Regions from separate parts of the Mus musculus genome. Here all the other regions are linked to region 1. A link is a contact called in public Hi-C data. All regions are on one chromosome and are shown on one strand. Each heading gives the region's core, a stretch centred on a gene start, on an enhancer-like site or on the middle of the called end of the contact. The rest is flanking DNA. Distances are from core to core; before and after follow the strand shown.

Region 1 (5,694 bases), core at 1,953-4,452:
CAGATCCCAGGAAGATAACTCCAGAACTTGGACAGGACTGTGAAGACACTGCCTGTAGGTGGCCACTCTCTGCTTCTCAGAGTTGGAATTCTGTCCAAGGCCAAGGAACTATCCCATTGAAGTTTAAGGCAGAGCCCCAAGTTCTTTAGACACACAAAGCTCTCGCCCAAACCAGCAAACCATAATGGGAATGCTCTGTAGGACTGGCACACATCTTTGCCACTAAGAAGCCCTACACGGCTACAAACCATCTGTTGTGATAATATATGGTGAACGACATGATATCTTGAGAAAATGTTTATATGGTGAGATGTCTAAGTCAAGCTTATTAGTACATGCAAACTCCACGTACTTATTCTGAGGTGAGAACACTTGGAATCTTCCAGGAATCCTCAAGAACATACACTGTTACTAACTATAGTTAGCAAGCTGGGCATTTGATCTCTTTGATGTTTCCTAGCTGAAATGTGACAACCTTGGCTAGCATCTGCCCAGTTCCTACCACACCTCCCTAGCCCTACCCCTCCCGAACACCACATGAAATGAATTTAACTGTTTTTAAAAATACACACACATATATATGTGAGACCACGTGGCATTTGTCTTCCAGTGAATGACCTATTTTACTTGTTAAGTGAAATCTGTGTCACGCCGTTGGTTCGAGCTGAGCTGCCCCTGTCAAAATGGAACAGATGACAATGGGCCCACATGGGACAGCATCATTTTCACTAAGTCAAGAGTTGTTTATCTGATTGAAACTAGGGGACAGATCTGGGATAGTCAAATCCGTGAGCAAGCCAGGTGTGTGTGTGTGTGTGTGTGTGTGTGTGTGTTTGCTCACATGCATACTACTGGAGGCCAGAAGAAGACATCAGATCCCCTGGAGCTGGAGTTGCCAATGGTGTGAATGTCCATGTGGGGGCTAGGATTTGAACACAGGCCCTTTGCAAGATCAGAGCAGGTGAATCTTGGAGCTGCAGAGTAGGTCTTTTGGACTAACTGAAACATCGTTCTCTTTCGCAGACATTCTTCCTGTTTTCCTGTTTAATCTTGTCCCATTTCTTCCTTTCACTCTGCTGGCCAACCTGGCCTGTGTTGAGAACAAAGCTCGAGTTAGCACTGAGCTTGGCAGTGAATTAGCATTTCCATAAACAGCTTCACCCGGAGCCTTTTAGGGTCCAATCACTGCTCAGGTTGTGATGGTGAAAACTTCCAAGGTACCCAGAATAATGAATAACGAGTTCTTATCTGTGGGATGACAGCCTGCCCATTACCTCCAGCAGTTGTAACTCTCTGTTGTAACTATGTGTTTTCCTCCAGCGGCTGTAACTCTCTGTTGTAACTATGTATGGTTTTGAGTGTTAATTGTTTATGTCTCCCAGCCAGGTTGGGATTTTACGTCTTCTGTTGTACATTCACTTCTTGGACAAGGTCAGCGGGGACAGAAGAGGTACTCAATTTTAATGCTTAATGAACTAAATTATTTGTATATTTATTTCTGTGTTTTTCTTACTAAATTGTAGTCCTCAGTGGTGTGCCTTTTTGTATTGTCTAATGTACTACTAAATTCAGTACAAAGAAAGTTACCCAGTAACTGACAGTGTATTCAAATTGTTCAATGTAAATGTACCTTCATGGCCAAGCATCTGGGGGATAGATGGTTGATAAAACACAACCCAGGAACGGAAAGATTCAAGGGACTTGACAGGACCTGATCTCTTAGTTCATGGGATGTGGTCTTGTACATGTGGGACTATGGGCACTAAACTTTAAAACCAGTTGCACACACACACACACACACCATACACACAGGTATTTATCTACACATTATCTATCTATCTATCTATCTATCTATCTATCTATCTATCTATCTATCTATCTATCTATCTATCCATCCATCCATAAACACTCTCAAACACACACACACACACACACACACACACACACACACACACACACACACACACAGGCTCATGTAATCCAGGCTGTCTTTGGGCTCTTTGAACTTCTAATTCTACTTTCTCCACATCCTAAGTTCTGGAATTATAGGTATACCCCACCATGCCTGGCTCATTCATTATCACATTCCTGATAAGTTATCCCGTAAAAGAAAAATCATGAGCAATTAAAAATTTGTTTTCCTTTTTCCATGTATACAAGTTCACCAGCCACTTAACAAGCACACAACTCTTATGTTGCCCTACATTGGGGAAATACATGCTATTTTTGTCGAACGAAGGGAATTAGAGCAACCAAATTAGAAAGGTCCTTAAGAGCACAGCTGAGCAAGGTAATAGTCTGCAGCCACATAGACTGAGATACATTTGAGTGTAAGAGAGGGAACATGGAAAGGAGAGAGGGGCGTTGGGAGAGGAAGGAGGACACGTGACAAGAGGAGAGACGGGCAGGGATCCGGTGCTCTGGATGAGAAGAAACATGGATGACAGAGATGAAAGGGTAGACATGTGGAGCAGTGGGGGCTGGATCACACCCATCTCCCTCTCTGATTTATTTATTTATCTTTATTTCATAGCTGATGGAAGTGAGGCACTAAACAGATGTCGCAACGTAAGTTACTGTAGCTATTGGAAACCAGAGCTGCTTTTTAAAACCCAGGTAACCCCTGAGCCCAGAGTCTATACATTTTAATTCACTATACACTTCCTCACTGAAACTCCCACATCAAAGACAGAAACTTACTGAACTGTAGCAATAATAATCAATCACCCTAGACATATTTAGGCTAGCACATACCTGTACGTTTTTGCGCTATTATGCTTTCTCAACTTCCGCCACATTCGATGTCACTGTCTTCTTACCAACCCGTCAAGGCTGACTAATACAGAAAGAGGGGTATTGTTCCCCTTCAGCTGCAAATCCAACAAAGAAAGGAAAGCCAGGCTCTACAGGGCAGGCAAAACGCCAGCTGATTCCCCCTCACACTGACTTGCACAAGGGGGAAGTGGTTTTCTTCCCTGTGATTACCTGCTTAAAAATTTTCATCCTGTCTCTTTTTTATATCAATCCTAATCAAACACGCATACACCACCCACAAATGCAAGAAGTAATGATATTTTAAAAAATAATTCAATGTAGGTTTTGCCATTAAGGAAGTTCAAACTGAAATGCTATGTCGTTCCCTAACTGCAGGGGGCAGCACTTCATTAACAAAAACAAGGGCCCAAGGTCTCTTGTTGTCTTTGCTGCCTCTTTCAGACTGTTAAATTATGGTATCCTGTCCTGTCCACCACTACCACCACCACCCAACCTCTGTCCTGTTCCCTCCATCCCCCGCCTCCCACGACTAAGTTTGGCTTCCGTGGAGGAAATACCTACACGTTTATGAAGGCATGGGATCAGTGTCTGTTGCTGATTTAATTACGAAACATCGAATCCTTCACCTTATTTCAACATATTCCATTTAGTTTTTATACTCATGGTATCTAGCTTTGAAAGCCTTACAGCTGGGAGGAAGTTGGGCATCGCTTCTCTTGATTGAATCCCCTCATTTTCTAGCTAGGGATCCGGCATCTGTCGTATGTCTAAGTGCACAGACAGCAGGCTCCCTGGCGTACCCGTGGCTGGTTCTCTACCGCGCACACAACACCCGGGTGAGCTCTTTGGGCTCCAGATCTTCCCACACTCATTATTTCCCCCTCCCCAGCCAAGTGCACGCTCTTCTACAGCCTCTTGACTTTCTTTCTTCAGGTCCAGTTTATTTTGGAAGATGGGTGAGATTAACAGGGGTCTTAGTGCTGATGTCTAGAGGAACACTTGGATTGCTTAAGCCCCAGCAATGAGAAGTCTGGAGGGCCTTCCATGACAGGTGCCTGGGAGGGATACTCATTGTCAGATGTCCTGAGCTGGGAGCTGAGCCTTGCCAACCTCAGGGCCTGCGGTCCTGTTGTCAGTGTGTATTAGAAGTCACCCTGGAGCCTGCAGCCTGCGCTCCAACTGTCTTCTCCATTATGGCTTCATTCTATAGCTTATTTACATATGGATGCGATTTAGCTCTGTAAGAATTAGATTTAGTGTCTGATGACAGACCCCATACTCTCCCAGTCCTCAAATGCCTTTAACATTTTTTTCCCCGCATCTGTTTTGTTTTTTAAATCTTGCATGTCATCACTCAAAATTTTAGAATATTCATGATGCATGGCTTTTCCTGAGGAGACATGAACACACATCAGTTCACCCCAAATAGGGCACAAAGAAAGGACTCGGAGGCCAGCTACCGAACTGACGAGTGTACTGGGTTTGCTCAGGATAGTCAGGGCAAGGAGAAAAGGGGACACAAAGACTGCCACAGCCTTGAAAAGCCCACCCCTGGAGGGGAGACAACTAGTATAGAGGTGCATCCCCGCTGCTCCCCACCCATCGTGCAGGCAGTTCCACTTGAGGGTCTCTTCTTGCCACCAGTGTAACACTTTTATAACCCTTAACTGCTTTTATAACCTTGAAAAGTGGCCTGTGAATCCTGTAATTTTCTGAACTTTTCAGAGCCTTGTATGTTTCCTTAGCTTTCCCTCCCAGCTCCCTCTAGGATAGGGTGCTTCCACTAAAAGGGAACAGCTATTTAAACTCTCTCCCATAATCTTTTTCCCCTCTGACCCAGACACATGTTATGATACGTGTATGTGTGTGCTCATGCGGGTATCCATGTGCATGTATGTGGAGGTCAGAGGTCGACACTGGGAGTCTCCACATGCATACATACAGGTATCATTTGTGCTTATTGGTCTCTCTCTCTCTCTCTCTCTCTCTCTCTCTCTCTCTCTCTCTCTCTCTCTCTCTTTCTCTCTCATCTTGTACCCACAGAGGTAGAGAACATCTACATCTTGCAGGAGTCAGTTCTCTCCATTTACCATGTTGTTTTTAGAGATCAAACTTAGGTTGGCCTGGTTGCCAGCATCCCTATTGTCTGAGCCATATCTTTAGTCTATATTTTGAGACAAAGTCCCTCCCTGAAACTGGAACTTATGCTTTGACCAGCCTTGCTGACCAGCAAATTCTCCGGTGTCTGCCTGACCCAGGTGGTGGTGTGACAGGTGTGTGACTGCCACGCCCTGAGTTCGAGCTGCTCAGGTCCTCATGTTTATGCAGTAGGCATGCTACCCACTGAGCTTTGGCAGGCTCTTCGGGTGCTTGCTAGCACACAGGGTCCAGCTTCTCTGACACTGTAACCTCTCCCAGTATGTACTCAGGTTGGTTCTGCTCTGAAGGACATGGGTCAGTCCATAAGGATTAGCAGCTCCAGCCTTTGCCCCTCTCCCAGTCTTTGCACTGCATCTTAATCTGCTTTGTGGCTTATGTGATGGATCATGTGTTTTAGGATGGTACATTAGAACGTGTTTACTAGAACACTCCCCTTTGCTGAAGGGTCACCCATGATGATTCAGGGCAGCAGGCAAACTGTTCCATGGGGTAACTTTGGCCATCTTGCTCTCCTCATTAAAAAAAAAAAATCTGGGCTAATAAAAATAAATAATAAAAAACTCAACTAGCTGCCTTTAACTTTAAGGGTTTTTGGATTCGGTATTAAATAGTAGGGAAATTGCCTTAAACTCAATGTACTTAGAGCTCTGATATGGGATTTCAGGTGCAACTGAGCCCGCAATCGTAACATGGCCTTTGAGTTTTGACTTTATGCCTTTCTTTGTGTTTTTGCACTTGACATGGGGAGAGAAGGTGGAT
Region 2 (5,694 bases), core at 2,300-4,799, 230 kb after region 1:
TTTCCCATCATTTTACTCTGAGATAGCGCCTGTCTTTGTTGTTGAGGTGTGTTTCTTGTATGCAGCAAAATGTTAGATTTTGTTTGCATATCAAGTCTGTTAGCTTATGTCTTTTTATAGGTGAGTTGAGTCCATTAATATTGAGAGACATTAAACATATATGACTGTTGGTTTCTGACTTGTTTGTTTTTGTAAGTGGTTTTATGTGCTGTGGCTCTCAACTTTTGACTTTGTTGTGAAATGCTTAATATCTTGTCCTTTCTTTGGTGCAGATATCTTCCTTGTGTTGAAGCTTTCCTTTCAGGATCCTCTGTAGGGCTGGCTTGGTAAATAGATACTGTATGAATTTGGTTTTTATTGGAATATTTTGTTTTCTCCATCTATGTTGATTGAGAGTTTTGCTGGGTATAGTAGCCTGGGCTGGCATTTGTGTTCTCTTAGAGTCTGCATGTCCTCTGAGCAGGCTCTTCTGTCTTTCATAGTCTCTGTTGAGAAGTCTGGTGTAATTCTGATAGGTCTACCTTTGTATGTTACTTGGCCTTTTTTTCCTTGCAGCTTTTAATATTCTTTCTTTACTCTATGCATTTAATGTTTTGATAATTATGTGACAAGATTTTCTTTTCTGGTCTCATTTATTTGGTGTTCTATCGGCTTCTTGTACCTTTATGTCCATCATTTTCTTTAGGTTGGGGAAGTTTTCTTCTGTCATTTTGTTGAAGACATTTTCAGGTCCATTGAGCAGGGAATCTTCATTCTCCTCTACTATGATTATCCTTAGATTTGGTCTTTTCATTGTATCCTGAATTTCCTGGATGTTTTGGGTTAGAAGTTTTTTTTATGTTTTGAATTTTCTTTGACAGTTGTGTCAATCTCTTCTACTGTATCTTCTACACCTTAGATTCCCTCTTCTATCTCTTGTATTCTGTTGGTAATACTTACATTTGTAATTCCTGACCTCTTTCCTAGGTTTTCCATTTCCAGGTTTGCCTCCATTTGTGTTTTCTTTGTTGTTTCTACTTCCATGTTTAGGTCTTGGATCGCTTTATTCAATTCCTTCACCTGTTTGCCTGTGTTTTCCTCTATTTCTTTCAATGAGTTATTGATAGCCTCCTTAAAGGGCTCTATTATCTTCATGAGATAGGATTTTAGTACAGATTCCCGATTTTCTGGTGTGTTGGTGTATTCAGGGCTTGCTGTGGTGGGAAAACTGGGTTCTGATGATGGCCATGTATTTTGGCTTCTGTTGCTTACGGTCTTGCACTTGCCTTTCACCATCTGGTTATCCCTGATGTTTGTTGATCTGGGTGACTGTATAGAATCTGCCTCTTTTGTCCCTGGGTTGCTTCAGGTTTCCTGGTAGGCATGTGGTCCTTACTGTATCAGACCACCTGTGGGGCCTTTCAACTGGGGGCTCTTTGCAGTGGCAGGGAAGCTGCTGATCTGTTGCCCTGGCTGCAGTAGATCTCTTGGGAGACCTTTAGACTGTTGGGTCTTCCTTGGAGCAGTCAAGCTGTTTTCCAATTGCACTGAGTGCAGCAGATCCTCAACTGCTCTGAGTGCAGAGTCTTCAACTTCTCAACTGCTCTGAGCGCAGTGTGTCCTCTGGGGTGTATCAGGATATGGAGTCTTCACAGAAGCAGACTAACTAGGAATCTGCCCCAGCAGCAAGGACCAGGTAGAAGGGATAGAAGGGATGAAAGGAGGGGAAGTGGTATTCAGGAGGACAGGGATTTTGGTGGGTGATGGGTCCTGAGTCCACCAGGCTCCCAGCCGTACCTCTGCGACTGGAGGTGGGGGTGGGTTCTTACCAAATGCTCTGAGTGCAGTGGGTCCTCTAGGATGGATTGTGATATGGAGTCTTCACGGGAGCAGACCAACTAGGGATCTGCCCAGTAGCAAGGACCATGCAGAAGTATATAATTATTATTAAAGTGAATTAAATGCTCTGGTCCCATTATTCTAATGATGGCTCCCTCCTGATGGAACGCCCCAATACAGTAGTTTTCCAGTCCATGAGGCTGAATGTCTCAGGTAGTATTCAGTGTACATCAGATACTGATGAAGTAGCCTCTATCTAATGCCCATGAAGGAATGCCTCAGCAACATGATATTTGAATTTGTCAACTAAATGAGGGCAATGGGCACAAGCTTTCTTCTTCCACATTATTTAAATAGGATTCCATAAGAAGATGTGGCCCAGATTTAGAGTAGGTTTGCCTATCTCAAATAATACAATCAAGAAGAATCCTTCACAGATGTGTCCAGCCACTTGGGCTTTTAGTTAATCCAGATGTTGTCAAACTGACAATGAAGATTCATCATTACAAATCTGTCCCTTGTCAAGCTGACATAAAACTATATCTCCTTATGTCATGCTTTATTTACGGAAACAACAATAACCAGGTCATAATTATGCCTAGCATGATATAAATATTCCACATTCAACTGCAAACACATTATATATATGACTAGGTTATAATTGATGTATCTAAAAAGAGAAACTAAGGTCAATGTAATAAAGTATGAGACTTTAAAACTATGCTTTCAATAATAAGACAAAGACTGGAGAGATGACTTAGCAGTTGAGAGCAGTTGCTGTTCCCTCAGAGGTCCTGAGTTCAATTCCCAGCAACTACATGGTGGCTCAAAACCATCTATAGTGGGATATGATGCCCTCTTCTGTCTGATGATCTCTTCTGTCAGGCAAATATATGCCTGACATATATGCAAATAGACATATATGCAAACAGAGTTTTCACATACATAAACACATCTTTAAAAATAAATAAATAAGACAAGAAGAAAGAAACCCATAAACAGCTGACTTGAACAGTAGCATAAACCAAACACTCCTAGCAGGTATATATAGAACTTTCAAATCTACAACCAAATGCATATTCTTCTCACACGAAGAGGTAATGTCTTTTAGTACTCCAAGGGAAGGAATGTAAGTTTTGATGAGATTCTGAAAAAAAAAATACACACATAAGCACATATATACATATGCAAATACACAAAGGCAGTGCATGCATATGCATACAGCCATGTGCACCCAGCACACACACACACACACACACACACACACACACACACACACACACACACACTCCTGCAGAGGTTTCTCAGTCTCAGCTTGAGATAGAATTGCCCAGGGAGCTTTGTGCAGAACCCCTGGTGCTGGGGACATACCACACCTCACCACAGAAAGCAAAACTGTTAGAGATGGTCTCCAAGTATCAGTATCTTCCAGAACCTCCACACATGAGTCAAACATTCAGAAATGCAGACACAGAGGATTTTTCAGCTGTTAGATATTAGTTTGTTTGCTCCTGACGCTTCCCCCAACATTTTCTAACACTTTATGAAATCGTTAGGATGACATTTTGTAACTGAGGCACAGAAATGCATTCATAAGATTCTTGTTTTATATTTCTTAGAAACAGACAAATCCTAGTAGCATTAATGAAATTAGAGCCAAAACATTCCTCGGTGGAAGACAAGGGCATGCCTCACACGATCAGGAAGTGGAGTCTTAGTCTAGCTGAACAGTATGCCACATGACCCTATTTTTTAACAGCAGTGCCTTTAATATGTGTGGGTGTGTGAGTGGAACGGAGCATGATGGGAGCCAATGTTATTTCAAAGCTGAGCATTGTTTTCCTGATGTAGAGATGATGCAGACTCATGGAGAGGTCAGTATCCCCTTCTGCAATAAAGATGCTGATGATAGTAAATGTGGCTCTTTAAACACTAGAGTTCACTGTAGTTGGGAATGTGGCTCAGTGGTAGAGCATTTGCCTCATGAGGACTAGGAAGTGAGTTCATCCCTGACAGAGCAAGAGCGGGAGCGGGAGGGGAGGGGAGAGGAGAGGAGAGGAGAGGAGAGGAGAGGAGAGGAGAGGAGAGGAGAGGAGAGGAGAGGAGAGGAGAGAAGAGAAGAGAAGAGAAGAGAAGAGAAGAGAAGAGAAGAGAAGAGAAGAGAAGAGAAGAGAAGAGAAGAGAAGAGAGGAGAAGAGAAGAGAAGAGAGAAGAGAGAAGAAAGAAAGAGAGAGCAGAGTGGAGGGAGGGGAGGGAGGGGAATGGAAAAGGAGGGAGAGGAGGGGGGAGAGAGACAGAGAGAGATATGAATAAATAAATGTAAAGAGCTATTTTTATCCTATTTTGGGAAGGGTTGATAGCCTACTTTTGTGGTGCAACTTAAAATAATTGTCTTGTTTGTTTGTTTGTTTTTTCTTTTTTGGTAGGAACACAGAGGGAGGGAAGGAGGGGAAGAGGAAGGGAGGGATGGTAGAATCATCAGTGTATGATACTTGGTGTAACAATACAGACAGCAACCCTGTTCAGTCTGGTTTCAATGATTTGTGTGTGTGCTGATATGTGGATGGTTCCCAGAGTGTAAACATTCTGATGTTTTCTCCCATAGTTCTTAAGAACTTCTTGTGAACTGATACCCACTGGTTTTAGCTACACCGTGGGAGCCAGATGGCACTCAGGGCCCTTCTTGGAAGTGATGCGTCACTGCAGACAGCAGCACGTGCCCAGGGGACAAAGAGTCAAGGAAGCAGCAAATGATAGAAGACGACATCATCTCTCCCAAGGACCAAGGAACTGGGTGGGATGGGTGAGAGAAATAGTTCTGGAATTTAAAAACATTCCTTGATGATTCTGGAGAAAGCAGGGAGGAGAGAGAATGTTGTAAGACCAGGCATCTGCTGCCTGAAAACGCATGCTAACTGTGCTCAAGTGACAAAGTGACTCTTGATACCTGGGGCAGAAAAAGTAATAGGAACAAGATTTTAAAAGACAGACATTTCTAAAAACAATTTATCCTGTCCGCCACTAAGCATATAACAATTACATTAATCGCTTATGTTGATAGATTTACATATGAACAATACATATTCATTAATTGAATATATAAAACAGGTCAGCTATCAGTAATTATTGTTAATGATGCATAATATAAAGATAATAAATATTAGGGCTAGAGTGATAGATCAGCTGTTAAGAGTGCTTGCAACTTTCCCAGAAGACTGAGATTTGATTCCTAGCACCCTCATGGCACCCTCATTCCATAACTTTTCCAGGGAATCCAATGCCCTCTTCTGTCCTTCATGGGCACCAGGCATGCAAGTGGCACATGGAAATATATGTAAGCAGAACACCTATCCAACTAACACATGTATGACCTATGGATACATACAAAATATATTTGTTTTCATATATTTATTTATAATAAATAAAATATTTACTATCTTTAATCACAAGTTTTTGATGAGAAATTTTAAAAACTTAAATTTTGTGTTTTGTGTGTGTGTGCATGTGCAAGCACATGTGTGCCTGAGTCCTATGTTAGATGTATGGAGGTCAGAGGATAACTTATGGGCTTTGGTTCTCTCCTTCCATCATGTGGTTCCCAGGGATAGAATTCAGATGCTCGGGTCATCAGGCTTGGCCGCAAGTGCAGTTACCCACTGAGCCATCCTACTGGCAGAAGGCATTGAGCAGCAGTAGCAGCAGCAGCAAGAACAACAACAAATATAAAACATGTCATCCTATGCTAAATTTGAACTTTATGAAGGTTTGCTCAGTCATTATTCTTGTTCATTTAAATTTGCTCTCTGGACACAATTATATAAAATAACTCGTCCAGTGTTTAATCCACAAGGAATCATTTTTCCCAGCTGACAGCAC
Region 3 (5,694 bases), core at 1,653-4,152, 170 kb after region 1:
AGGGTTGGTGATTTCGGATGACTGCAAAATAAGGTGAAAGCTTTGACATAGCAGAAAAAGTGACAGGCGGGGACTGGATCTGAGAGAGCAACACCCGACCTGCCTAGGATATTGGACTTTATCTTGCAAGGTGTTGCTCTAGAATTATATGGTGGTACCTGTGTGTGTGTGTGTGTGTGTGTGTGTGTGTGTGTGTGTGTGTGTGTGTGTGTATGTGTGTATGTGTGTATGTGTGTATGTGTGGGTGTGCGCGCGAGCGCACGCGTGTGTGTATATCTGTGTGTGCACATGTGATTCCAGACATGGAAAAAGCCTCAAGCCTGGTGCTCCGAGGGACTAAGTGTCAGTGTCTGATGGAGAGGAGCAAACTCAGCAGGTGCCTTTGTTTGCACAGCTGCAGCCACAAGAGACTTCCATAGACTTAGTAACTTATACCCAGCAGAAGTTTCTTCTTCAGTTGTAGGAGGCTGGAGCTCACAGGCAGCTTGGCGGATTCTGGTGAGGAGCCTCTCCTGGGAGCTGCACAGCCCTCTTGCATTGAATCTTCACATGGTGAAAAGGTGCGATAGCTCTCTGGGGTCTCAGTTGTGTGGACACTGGCCCAGTCTTCATGACCTGATAACCCACCGAAGCCCCTGCCTGCTGCCAACTGTGATCAGATTGAAGGCTAAGTGTTAGTTGGTGAGCTTACCCGAGACACAAACCTTCACTCCACTAGAGAGAGCTTTCTGAGTTCTAACTTGGCGAAACAAGCTACTTTTCACTTGTATAGACTTAGGAAAAGCAGCAGGTCACGGGTGTATGTGGAAGACCATGCGTTCATGGATGGTATTCTTCCTGTTGTGAAACACAAGGTTTTTAGACCATGCTGATCTGCAGTCATTTCTGGGTTGTTGTTGGCTTCATGGCATTGGGAACATTGTTAAACAACTCAAGTCTAACTGGGAGGTTCCAGTTGAGCTTGCAGGACTAGATACAGTAATCAAGTTACCTAATGAAATGTTGAACAACCGAGGAAGAATTCAGGTTAATTCTGCTCGTTTATTAGACTCTAACACTAGTCAGTGCGTGTCCACAGACTAATTTCCTGAACTAGCGCAGTAGATGAATATTTAGAGAAATCCAATACAGAGTGTCACTCTCAGAAACCCTTATTAATTAGCTATTTGTCACACTATAAGTTCACTATCTCTATTAATATTAGTAGATTGTCCCAACATAAATATGTCTAAATAAATCAAGATCATCTTCAGGAAAATGGCAAGTACGGCAACTGTGGTACGTGTGTGTGTGCGTGTGTGCATGTGTGTATACATGTGTATGCATATGTGTTTGTATATATGTGCATGTGTGCATGTGTATATACATGTCTGTGTATGTGTGCATATGTGTGTGTGGCCTCTATGTGCATGTGTGTGCTTTGTGTGTATATATATATATGTATGTATGTGTGTGTGTGTGTGCATGTGTGTGAGAACATACTCATGCCCATGTACATGTTAATATGTCTGCATATGAAGGTGCATGTGGGGATCAGGGCATCTCTGAGTTGTCCACCTTTTTTATTTCTGAGCAAGGGCCTCTCTCTCACACTGATCCAGGATTCACCAAGTAGACTAGGCTCACTAGCTTGGACTTCAGGGATGCACCTGTCTCCATCCCCCCCAGTGCTGGGTGACAAGTGTGAGTCACCACATCTGGGTTTTCTTTTTTAAATACCTGGGTTCTGTGGTTAGTACTGAAGTCCTCGTGCTTGCAAGGCAAGTACTTTAAAAACTGTGCTATCCCCACAGTCTTGATCTATGGTTTAAAAATATTTTTAACTTGTTGTACAGCCTGAAACTATAAATATGACACATGTCCTTAGATGAAGACATGCTGATGGAGAAAACACAGAGATTTGCCAAGAACAACAAGAAATTGGAAAAATCTCATTCTTAAATATTTTGTTGCCCTTTTACTGTGGAACCATAACAGACAAGGAAGGAAAAAAAAAAAAGGCCCAAAGCAAAACAAGGCTCTGTTTTACCCATCTCTACCTGACAAAGCCAACATTTAACATAAGCCAAAATGTAGGAATTTGTTCTCAAAGTGTGAGTCAGGAGAAACCAGGTGGTGGGTTCCTTATCAAGTATGCAGTGGCCAGATAAAACCTGATTGGAGATAGACCCATTTTAATTGGAGCAGGCCCCTGAGGAAAAAGACAGACGTCAGCAAGCAGCTCTCTGGATAAACAGTGGCTGGAGAATCGTGTAGTAATCCCATTCCTATTTCATTAATTCTCCTTAAAAATAAACTTACCCTGTATTCTCTGGAAACAAGAATCTCAGCCCCTGTGCTTTCAAGGGAAGTGGATGTGTATGTTATGAATTCATTGTCTGGACGTCTGGAAAATGTTACTGAGTTGGGTAGGCGTTTATCAATCTCTGCAGCCACAGGGAAGGAGCCCAAGGTCCGCTGTGCTTGAAGGAAAGGTTTCCCAGGGAAGAGATCTAATATCAGCTGCCGCGATCATCACTCACTTGCTGTGAGCAGAGCAGAAAGCCCAGGATCATGTGGATCTTTTCATATCTGTTGAATGACTGCAAAGTTTTGAAACACGAGTAAAGCATGCTGTTAATTGGGCTGTATGTGTGGTGCCTTTTTAGCTGTTATTTATCCACAGCATCTGGTCCTTGGCTGTCATCCCACGTAGTCAGGCACAACATCATCCATCATCGCTTAATCTCGTGTTTCAGAAAGCACGGCCCATTTCTGATACGAAGCATCAGACACTTTGAAGTTATGTTCATGCACTCACGTCAGAAATCCATGAATTATCAAGGAATGAAAGTGGGGGCCAATGAGATGGCTCAGTGGGCAAAGGAGTGGCCAATGAGATGTCTTAGCAGGCAAAGGCAGGGCCAATGAGCTGTTTCAGCGGCAAAGGAGTGGCCAATGAGATGTCTCAGCAGACAAAGGCAGGGCCAATGAGATGTCTCAGCAGGCAAAGGTGGGGCCAATGAGCTGTTTCAGAGGCAAAGGTGGGGCCAAAGAGATGTCTCAGCAGGCAAAGGCACTGTGTAAGCTTGCCCACCCGAGTTTGATCCCTGGTCCCTCAGTGGAACTGAGTTTCCAGAGTTGTCCTCTGACCTCCACACACATTGTGCCACATGTTTACTTGAAACCCCCTCCCCATATCATGCACATATATAATAATGCTAAAATTTAAAAGTAAAAAAATAAATTATCATTTCCCTTTGTTTCACTCTGCCAAGGTTTCCTCCTCTCCTTGATCTACATGATAAAAGCTGTGACTCTGTCACAAAACGTGTAAGAATGGATGGGTTATATGCTCATGTCTTTAGGTTGAATTAGATCATATAATACTCTATATTTATATATTTTTGAGCTATCTTAAAAAGGAGACTGCAAATCTTCATTTGTTATTAAAAGTCAATAATCTGCCACCCATCGCTGCAAAATTATGCTTTTCTACTAGTCGATATTAAAGATTAGAATTATTTTATTTTATGTGTTCTGCTTCTCTGCATGTGTGTCCACAGGGTGAGTGCTGGCACCTGTCCTGATCAGATCCTGACACGGGAGTTATAGGTGGTTGTGAGCCTCTATGTGGGTGCTGGGATAGAGCCAGGCTGATCTGCAAGAGCAACAACTGCTCTTATATGCCTGATACATCTCTCCAGCTGCTAGTTGATTTCTTTAAACCAGGTGGCTCTGCTTGTGGAGTTAGGTTCTTAAATAGTATCTCATAATACATTATTCAAAATAAGATCTGAGATGTGTCAGTTTCTCATTTGGAAGTTAAGTGGCTTCACTCCCCACGCCTAAGCATCCTTTTGAACACACATTCTAGCTGAGACCCCTTGTAGGCTGTGTTCTTCATTCCCAACCAAGAATCCAGCCAAAATACAAATAACCAATAACTGGTATCGTTAGAGTATCATGCATATATAAAAAAATGCAAGAGACATTTCAATGGCGAAGAAATATGTTAACCTTGACTTTACAGTTTAACAAATAAGAAAATGAGTTTGGTAGTATCTGGGGCCGTGAAATAGTCGTGTATCTCTGGACACAGATTCTCAAAATCTTATTTCCTGGAAGGGAACTTATGAAGGCTAGTGGTAAGTTGCCTTGCTCCCGAAACTGTTCATTATGTTAAACAATTTACATATATGAAATATTTTGCAAAGTCAGAGGCAGAACTTAGGTTTTGATATACATGTGAGGCAAGCATTTTGTCACAGAGCTGTATTCTAAACCTTGGAAACAGGTTAAAATGCAGACAGCTTTGTAGATATTTGGGGTGTGTAAGGATTAAGATGTTTTCCAAATGAGAGCTTTTGATTTCGATAGTGGAACACCTTGATTTTGAGCAGAGAAAAGAGAAATATTGCTGCCTTGTATAAGAAACACTTAGGTAATTGTTTGTCTGACAGGGACACGTGAATGCCCAACAGTGTATCTGGAACTACAGTTGAACAACCAAGGTTTCTGCCAGGCTCAGAGGATGATGGTGTGAATGGACAGGCTTGTGGTCACTTGAGATTTAAACCATTGATTGCTGTCTTAAGGTATAACAATAACGGATTAGCTAAATTTAATAATCTGAACCTTTTGTAGACATTGGCAGGGAAGAGTTGAAAGGGGCAAGGTGAGAAGACACGTCCTTTTCCCCAACCTGCGTTGCTCGCTCCAGTGAGACATGAGCCCTGCAGTACTTCCTGGCAATGGAAAGTGTCCTTGTAATTTACCATCTCCACAGGCTCGGTACTGGCTTATTCTCTTTTTATCTCTCCCCTGGACACTCTTCACAGCCAAGGTGAGCTCATATTTCCTTCTCTCTCTCTCTCTCTCTCTCTCTCTCTCTCTCTCTCTCTCTCTCTCTCTCTCACACACACACACACACACACACACACACACACACACACTCAATCTACCTAAACCATTTCCTTTCAAGTGACTTCATCCTGTGTCTGGTTGAGTCCTTCAGTCCTGTGAGTCTCACCTCGGGGAACTCCTCTGAGACACAGCATCTGCTCTTTCTGGAAAGCTCCATATGTCCATCCCTTAGTAAGAGCCCTCTTCTGTTCTCACCATGGAGGGTGTAACCCTCTCAGAGTCCTTACCTGACTTCTTGAGTAGAAGACTATTTCAGTTCCCCCATCCCTGGAACCCAACCAAATATCAGTGCCTCACCAGTTGCTTGACGAAGCCTCTCTGGAAAGCCTGGCCCTCCCTGTGAGTTTCTTCTCCACAGAATCATTAGAGTCAATGGCGCTTCCACATAGGCTTCTTGCCATTTTCCAAGACGTGAGCTTCAGGAACAGCCAGCATTCCGTTTTTTATCATTTATCTCTACGCTGTATCTCTCCATCCCATCTCTCCACTTTCTTTACTATTTTCTTTTTGCATTAATTGAGCCAAACATGGGCCATAGAAGGAATTTAAAATGTTTATTTTGGGTTACAAATTTGGGGATACATCCCATCATGGCAGGGAACGCTTGCTTGGTAAGAGGAGTGGGATGCAGCTGGTTGCATTCAACCTACACTGCAGACATAGGGTCCTGACACGGCCCTCACTGGCTCCCTTGTAGCGAGTCTGGAACCACAGCCCACAGGCTGGCACTGCCCACATTCAGTGTAGATCTTCCCACGCCACACATACACAAAAATGTGTCTCCTAAGC
Region 4 (5,694 bases), core at 1,891-4,390, 160 kb before region 1:
TGCAGGCAGGCATGGCTGTAGAGCACTACCTGAGAGCTCACATCTTGAGACACAACCATGAGGTAGAGAGAGAGAGAGAGAGAGAGAGAGAGCGAGCTAGCAAACTAGAAATAGCAAGAGTCTTTTGATACTTCCAACAAGGCCACTTCTCAAACAGTTCCATCAACTTGAGACCAAGTTTCAAACATACGAGCCTATGGGGGTCATTTTCATCAAACCACTACTCAGGGTCTCATGCATCCCACGTTGGCCTTGATCTTTCTTTGTATCTGAGAATGAATTGAACTTCTGGTCTGGCCTTCCTGCCTCTGCCCCCTAAGTACTGGGATCACAGGTATACACACTAACTTGATTTGTGTTGTGTAGGGACTCGAACCCAAGGCTTTGTTCACACAAGGCAGGCACTCTATCAATTGAGCTGCACCCCAGCCTCAGGTTCTGGTTCTGATGGTGCTACTATCAGATCTTGATAAAAGGCAATTTAAGGTCCTGAACTTTTCATCCAGATCGTCTCACATATATTGTTATTGACTTCAGTTTGTTATACTAAAAAGGCAACTCTGAGGCCGGAGTTCATTAAGCTCTTGCCATGTTGATACTGGAAGCCATGGTAAAAAATAAGATCCCCAGATGTGGTGACACAAGCTTGTCATCCCCAGCACCAAGGAGGTAGAAACAGCTGATCAGTGGGGCTTGCTGGCCAGTTGAGTTTACTTGGTGATTGTCAGGCTGCTGAGAGACTCTGTATATTTAAAACAGTGGATACTGCCCAAGGGACTACATCGGAGGTTGCTTTCTGACCTGTACATGCATACAAACTGTGGTGGCTCCACATGCATACACACTCTGGTGACTATTCTTGGTTGTCAACTTGACTACATCTAGACCTAAAACCTAAAACATGGAGGGCAGCCTGTGAAGGATTTTCTCCTAATTTGATCCACTTCTAATCTGGATCTTTGAGGTAGGAAAATAGACCTTTAGTGCAGATCATCCGAGCTGTTAAAGGTCACCCCTTTCATCTGGATCTTGAGGCAGGAAGACAAACTTTTAATTTGGGCCACACCTTCTGCTGGAAGCCTATGTAAGGACATGGAAGAAGGGAACTTTTTGCTTTCTGCCTGCTTGCTCTGCCTTGCTATCAAGTCCATTCCTTCACTGGCATTAGAGCCTACTCCTTTGGGATGGGATTCCAGCATCTACTGAAAGCCAGCTAAGACATCCAGCCTTGGGGAATGAGCAACTACTGGACCTTCTGTTCATATCCAGCCATTGTTGGATTAACTGGACCACAGCCTGTATACCATTTTAATAAATTCTCATACATATATGTATATGCATATGTATGTATATATGTATATCCCAATATATATATGCACATGTAAATGTACACACATGGACTTGTGTACATACAGAGGAAAAAAATCAAACAAACAAAAAACCAAAAAAGCAAGTTTGATTATGTCACACTATTCTTTATCTCCTGCTGGTACCCCTCAGTGTTTGGAGAAAAGCCTGTAATAGCACCTGTGTATTGTCACTTGCTCTGGCAGGCCATGCCAGCCGTGTGAGCTATGTGGTACTTCTAGCAGACCTCAGCATCTTGGTCCCCATTGTTCATAGCACCACATTTGCTAATATCTGTTCAAGAGGGTATTGTGGGTTTTTAGACTCAGTATAAAAAGTTTTTTAATGGAGAACCTAGGAGCTATTTCCTATCTGTAGAACAACAAGTGAATGACCTCAAGTTTAGAACTGCCTGTGTGCCCAGAGTGCCCTGAAAAAATAGGAAGTGATATATGTGGGCAGTATTTTAACCTGAGATACAACACAAATCTGAACTAGCCCTAGGTCTGAGTGCCTTTTACCATAGATGACTTGTGGTGTCTCCAGGACAGAGTGGCTTGCTTACAGGGCCTCTTGCCCTCCACATTGATTGTTGTGAGTAACTTGGTGGAAACTCGTGATTGGTGGTTCTCTGCACTCTGGTGGCTGTGGGACAGCGTCACAGCCTTGCTGTTAGTATTTTGGCACACAAAGTGGCTAACCTACTGTATAACTTACTTGTTTGTATTCACATTCGCACATAAGCAACAACGGTCAATGTCATCTTTGAGCAGAAGACCGGGGAGAGCTCTGCTTTCTTCTACACATTCTTTGCCTCTGCTGATGTCTGAGCTCACTTAGAACACATCAGCTATCTGACTTACGATTTCAATGGTTGACTTTTCCATATAATTCTGCAGAATTATCTCCTGAGAAAATAATACCTTTGAGGCCAAGACTCAGCAAGCTGTCATAATATTTTCATTGTCTTACTAGGCAAAGAGTCAGCAAGCTCTCCAAGGATGGTGCTGCTGTTTCCTGGCTTCTTGGCAATACTGAAACTCATCTCTCTGGAGCAGTTATGTTTCTCTAGGTACACACTCTCTACAAACTGGACTTTATGTGACCTTTTGCATAAATAGCAGTGATATTACATCTGGGTGTGATGTGCCTATCTATAATCCCAGCACTTGAGAGTGTGAGGCAGGAGGATGGCTGTGAGTTCAAAGACACTGTGGGCTACAGACTGAGTCCTTGGTGAGCCAGGACTGTAGAGTGAGACCCCCTTCCAAGAAACCACAACAGAGGACCATAAGAGATTGCTCAGTGGTCACAACACAAGCTGCATAGGTCTAACAACCCGAGTTCATCCCCAGAACCCAAGGTGGAAGGAAGGACAGACCGGCTCTGTAAGTCTGTCCTCTGACCTCCAGATGTGGAGTGTGGGATATAGACACCTTTACACATGCAAACGTAAACTGCTAATAAATAAAGTATAGGAAAAAGAAACAAGATTGTATAAGATTATTCCACTTGTCTCCCACACCTCCGTAGGATCATGCTGAGCAACATTCTGCCAGTGGAGTGAGTTGTCCTGGAATTGCCTCAGATTTAATTGACTAAGAAAGTAAATTAAAAAAAAAAATCTGCTTTTTTGTGATACGTTTTCTGGGCAAATCCAGAGACAGGGAGATTGCCCTTAAAAGGGAGTTTTGTATGAAGGAGTTTTTTCGGGGGAGTAGGAAACTCAAAGTGTTCCTGGTGGCTGAAATGGTGATGTCACAGGACTCCTGTGAAGTCTCACAGGAAATGGTTTCGGCTGGACTTAACTCTGCTGGTTGGAGTCCGATTAGGGCGGAGAATTATGCTTGAATCTGGGGTTGGACTTTTCATCCAAGTTCTTTCTTTTTCTTTGTTTTTAAATTCACCAACTGATCCCTGTTGGTGGAGTTGCCGCTCAGGTTGCAACTGTTAAACTAAGGAAATTTGATAATTGACACTATGTTTAGAATACAAACGCCCCACATCTGCCAGCATCTGCCTGTGTGTATGCGCAGACGAAGACTGGGTCAGTGATGTCAGTGGAGTGTCTTTCTCAGTTGCTGTCTACTTTATTATCAGAGGCAGGGTTTCTTCCAAAACTAGAGCTCTCTTTAACTAGGCTGTTTGGCCAATGAGCTCCATGCATTTGCCTGTCTCTGCCTCCCCACTGCTTGAATTACATGTCTACTCTGCCATACCAAGACTTTTGTAGGTGCTGGAGACCCAAGCTCAGGCCATCATGTTGGCCCAACAAGTATTTTACACAGTGAATCATCTCCATTGTCCTTAGCTTCTTAAGGAACACTTAGAGAAAATACCTTTGGCTTTTGACACCTTCACTGTTGTGGTGTGTTGTGGATAGTCCTGGTGCTGTTTGTATTTTGATGCTAATTCTGCTTCCCCAGGAGGGGCTGCGGATGATGGTTGTATCACCAGTGACTTCTTGTAAACCTGCTCCCCACCTGGTAAAATAAAGGCTAGGGCCGGTGACTGGGCAGTGGAAGGGAAGGTGGAGCTGAAAAGTTTGGTGGAGAAGGAGGAGAGGAGAGAGAGAGAGGACAAGGAGGAGAGAGAAGGAAGGAAAACGGAGGAAGAGGAAGATGCTCTAGATTCAGTGTGGCGTTAAATAGCCACAGGTAGCCATGAATATATCATAAAAGGATAGAATAATTGGGATAACTTGTCTAATCTAGGTGGGCAGCTTGTATCATTATCAGTTGGCTCTGAAATTGCTGTGTGGGCATCTTGTGAATTGAGAATTTACTGATATATAAATCTGACTGACTAATTCTAAGCTTCTAGAGTTTTGATTTACTGGGCTAAGGGGATTTGTGACAACTAGCCGCAGGGGGTGGATGGCTGAGAAGGTACAGGCAGCTCTGAGGCAGATAAACCAGAGCTGGGAAGACTGCATCATGGCTAGGCTAGAGGTGGAGAGACATGGGCAGAGTAGCTGGGTATAGTGTGGGATGGTGCATTTTAAAATATTTCCTGCAACAGTAGTGTGAAGAACAAATACATCTTTAGAGTAATGTTTTGTGTGTTTTTAGCATTTAGACAAGAGACTTTTTCCACTTAAACTGGACGTCAAGTGACTGAAATCTTCAAAGTCTTCATCAAAACGGTATAGACTCAAATTTTGGAAGTTACTAGAAATTTCACAATGAGAAGATGCTATTAGAGCACCTAGCCAGAAGGTGGCGATCTTACCTTTGTGCTCATAGAAAACAGTGTGTCCGTGACGAGTTCGCAAGGGTTCAGAAACCTCTGAGGACTGTATTTCCCTATTTGTATTCAGATACAGTTTTATAGCAAAACAACATGTTTTTTTTTTCTCTTAGTGAGAACGTGGATAAATGGACAGAACCATTCTATAGACAATTTCTTCAATGATGTGTTCATATGTGAAATGGTTACGATCCGTATGGATGAGAAAATGCTCTCCTAGCAAATGTGAATTCTAAATCGTATCAGTCTTTTCTCCTTCGTTTATGATCTGTGCGTCTTAACCTGATAAACGCAGCTGCGCGGACAATAGAACAGAAACAATGTCCCTTCCTTTCTTTGTTCTTAGAGATTCACCATTATCTCAGAATCAAAATCTGGAACCTTCGTGATCTGGCTGAAGTCAGGAAGTTTCAGGCAAGGAAATCAAGGAAGATCTTCGGGCTTTAAACCACGGTCGAAGCTGATATCTAACCTGCAATCACTGAAAAGTAGACAATACAATCCACCCTCTTCAGCAGGAAGCAGTTACACCCTTCTAAGCCCCATGACCCTTCTGTCATTCTTGCCGCTGACCTGGAAGGTGAGAAAGCTTTGACTTCTGTAGAGACATCATAATGTTTTGTCTATTTTTGGTTTACTTCATAAGCTCTATATACAAAAAAGCTAATTGGTCTAGCAATGACTCACGGTGCCCAAATTAGGCAAAAAGTTGTAATAAAGATATTTTCTCTTAGAAATTGGTCATTGAAGGAGGGGTATGTACAACTTTAATTTGATTTAATTTAATCAAAACGAACATACATTGCAGGTGTAAAATGTCAAAGTGCTGAGCTAGCTAAGTAAAACTGGGTTTCCATGTTGTCAGCTCTTTTGCTCTAGACATTGTGTGGTCAGGGAACTCGGAGAAGAATGGGGGTGGGGGAGGGGCTAGAACAGGATGTCACCACAGAGAATACGGGAACTAGAATAGGATGTCTATTTAGCTTAAAGCAAGGGGATTATAAGAAGCCCTTTTGGCTACAGTCAAAGAATTGCAAGGTTTTCGGTATGGCAGGTGAAAACAAAGGCGTCTAATTTCTTCACTGTTAAGATCAAATG

The links. Hi-C and Micro-C count contacts between places; a contact is called where the count stands out from the background.
Region 2: a contact with region 1 is called in a Hi-C map of uterus, with 2.5 times the contacts expected there. The contact joins two enhancer-like sites. A contact is called at or near these places in 10 of 484 Hi-C or Micro-C datasets (adipose-derived mesenchymal stem cells, cerebellar granule neurons, cerebellum and 6 more).
Region 3: a Hi-C map of uterus shows a contact between it and region 1, with 8 times the contacts expected there. The contact joins two enhancer-like sites. A contact is called at or near these places in 3 of 484 Hi-C or Micro-C datasets (all in uterus) and 2 of 115 datasets of contacts at active chromatin or transcription factors (bone marrow-derived dendritic cells and heart atrium).
Region 4: a contact with region 1 is called in a Hi-C map of uterus, with 6 times the contacts expected there. The contact joins two enhancer-like sites. A contact is called at or near these places in 21 of 484 Hi-C or Micro-C datasets (adipose-derived mesenchymal stem cells, cerebellar granule neurons, cerebellum and 11 more), 3 of 115 datasets of contacts at active chromatin or transcription factors (astrocytes, extraembryonic endoderm stem cells and trophoblast stem cells) and 1 of 9 other capture datasets (embryonic stem cells).

What each region holds. Positions count from the first base shown.
Region 1 is chr6:140,921,614-140,927,307 of GRCm38.p6, forward strand. No RefSeq gene overlaps it. Among named protein-coding and RNA genes, the nearest start is that of Gm30524, 31 kb to the right of the region's middle. Within about 2 kb of position 3,203, at least 4 of the 459 cell types and tissues checked have an H3K27ac peak or open chromatin away from gene starts, as enhancers often do. A contact at or near this core is called in uterus, where this site is marked.
Region 2 is chr6:141,156,047-141,161,740 of GRCm38.p6, forward strand. No RefSeq gene overlaps it. Among named protein-coding and RNA genes, the nearest start is that of Pde3a, 90 kb to the right of the region's middle. Within about 2 kb of position 3,550, at least 10 of the 459 cell types and tissues checked have an H3K27ac peak or open chromatin away from gene starts, as enhancers often do. A contact at or near this core is called in uterus, where this site is marked.
Region 3 is chr6:141,089,074-141,094,767 of GRCm38.p6, forward strand. No RefSeq gene overlaps it. Among named protein-coding and RNA genes, the nearest start is that of Gm30524, 140 kb to the left of the region's middle. Within about 2 kb of position 2,903, at least 9 of the 459 cell types and tissues checked have an H3K27ac peak or open chromatin away from gene starts, as enhancers often do. A contact at or near this core is called in uterus, where this site is marked.
Region 4 is chr6:140,761,956-140,767,649 of GRCm38.p6, forward strand. Gm30215 (a long non-coding RNA gene) reads left to right here. Exons shown (of 10, transcript XR_003956541.1): 5 at 4,943-5,176. Among named protein-coding and RNA genes, the nearest start is that of Gm30215, 85 kb to the left of the region's middle. Within about 2 kb of position 3,141, at least 9 of the 459 cell types and tissues checked have an H3K27ac peak or open chromatin away from gene starts, as enhancers often do. A contact at or near this core is called in uterus, where this site is marked.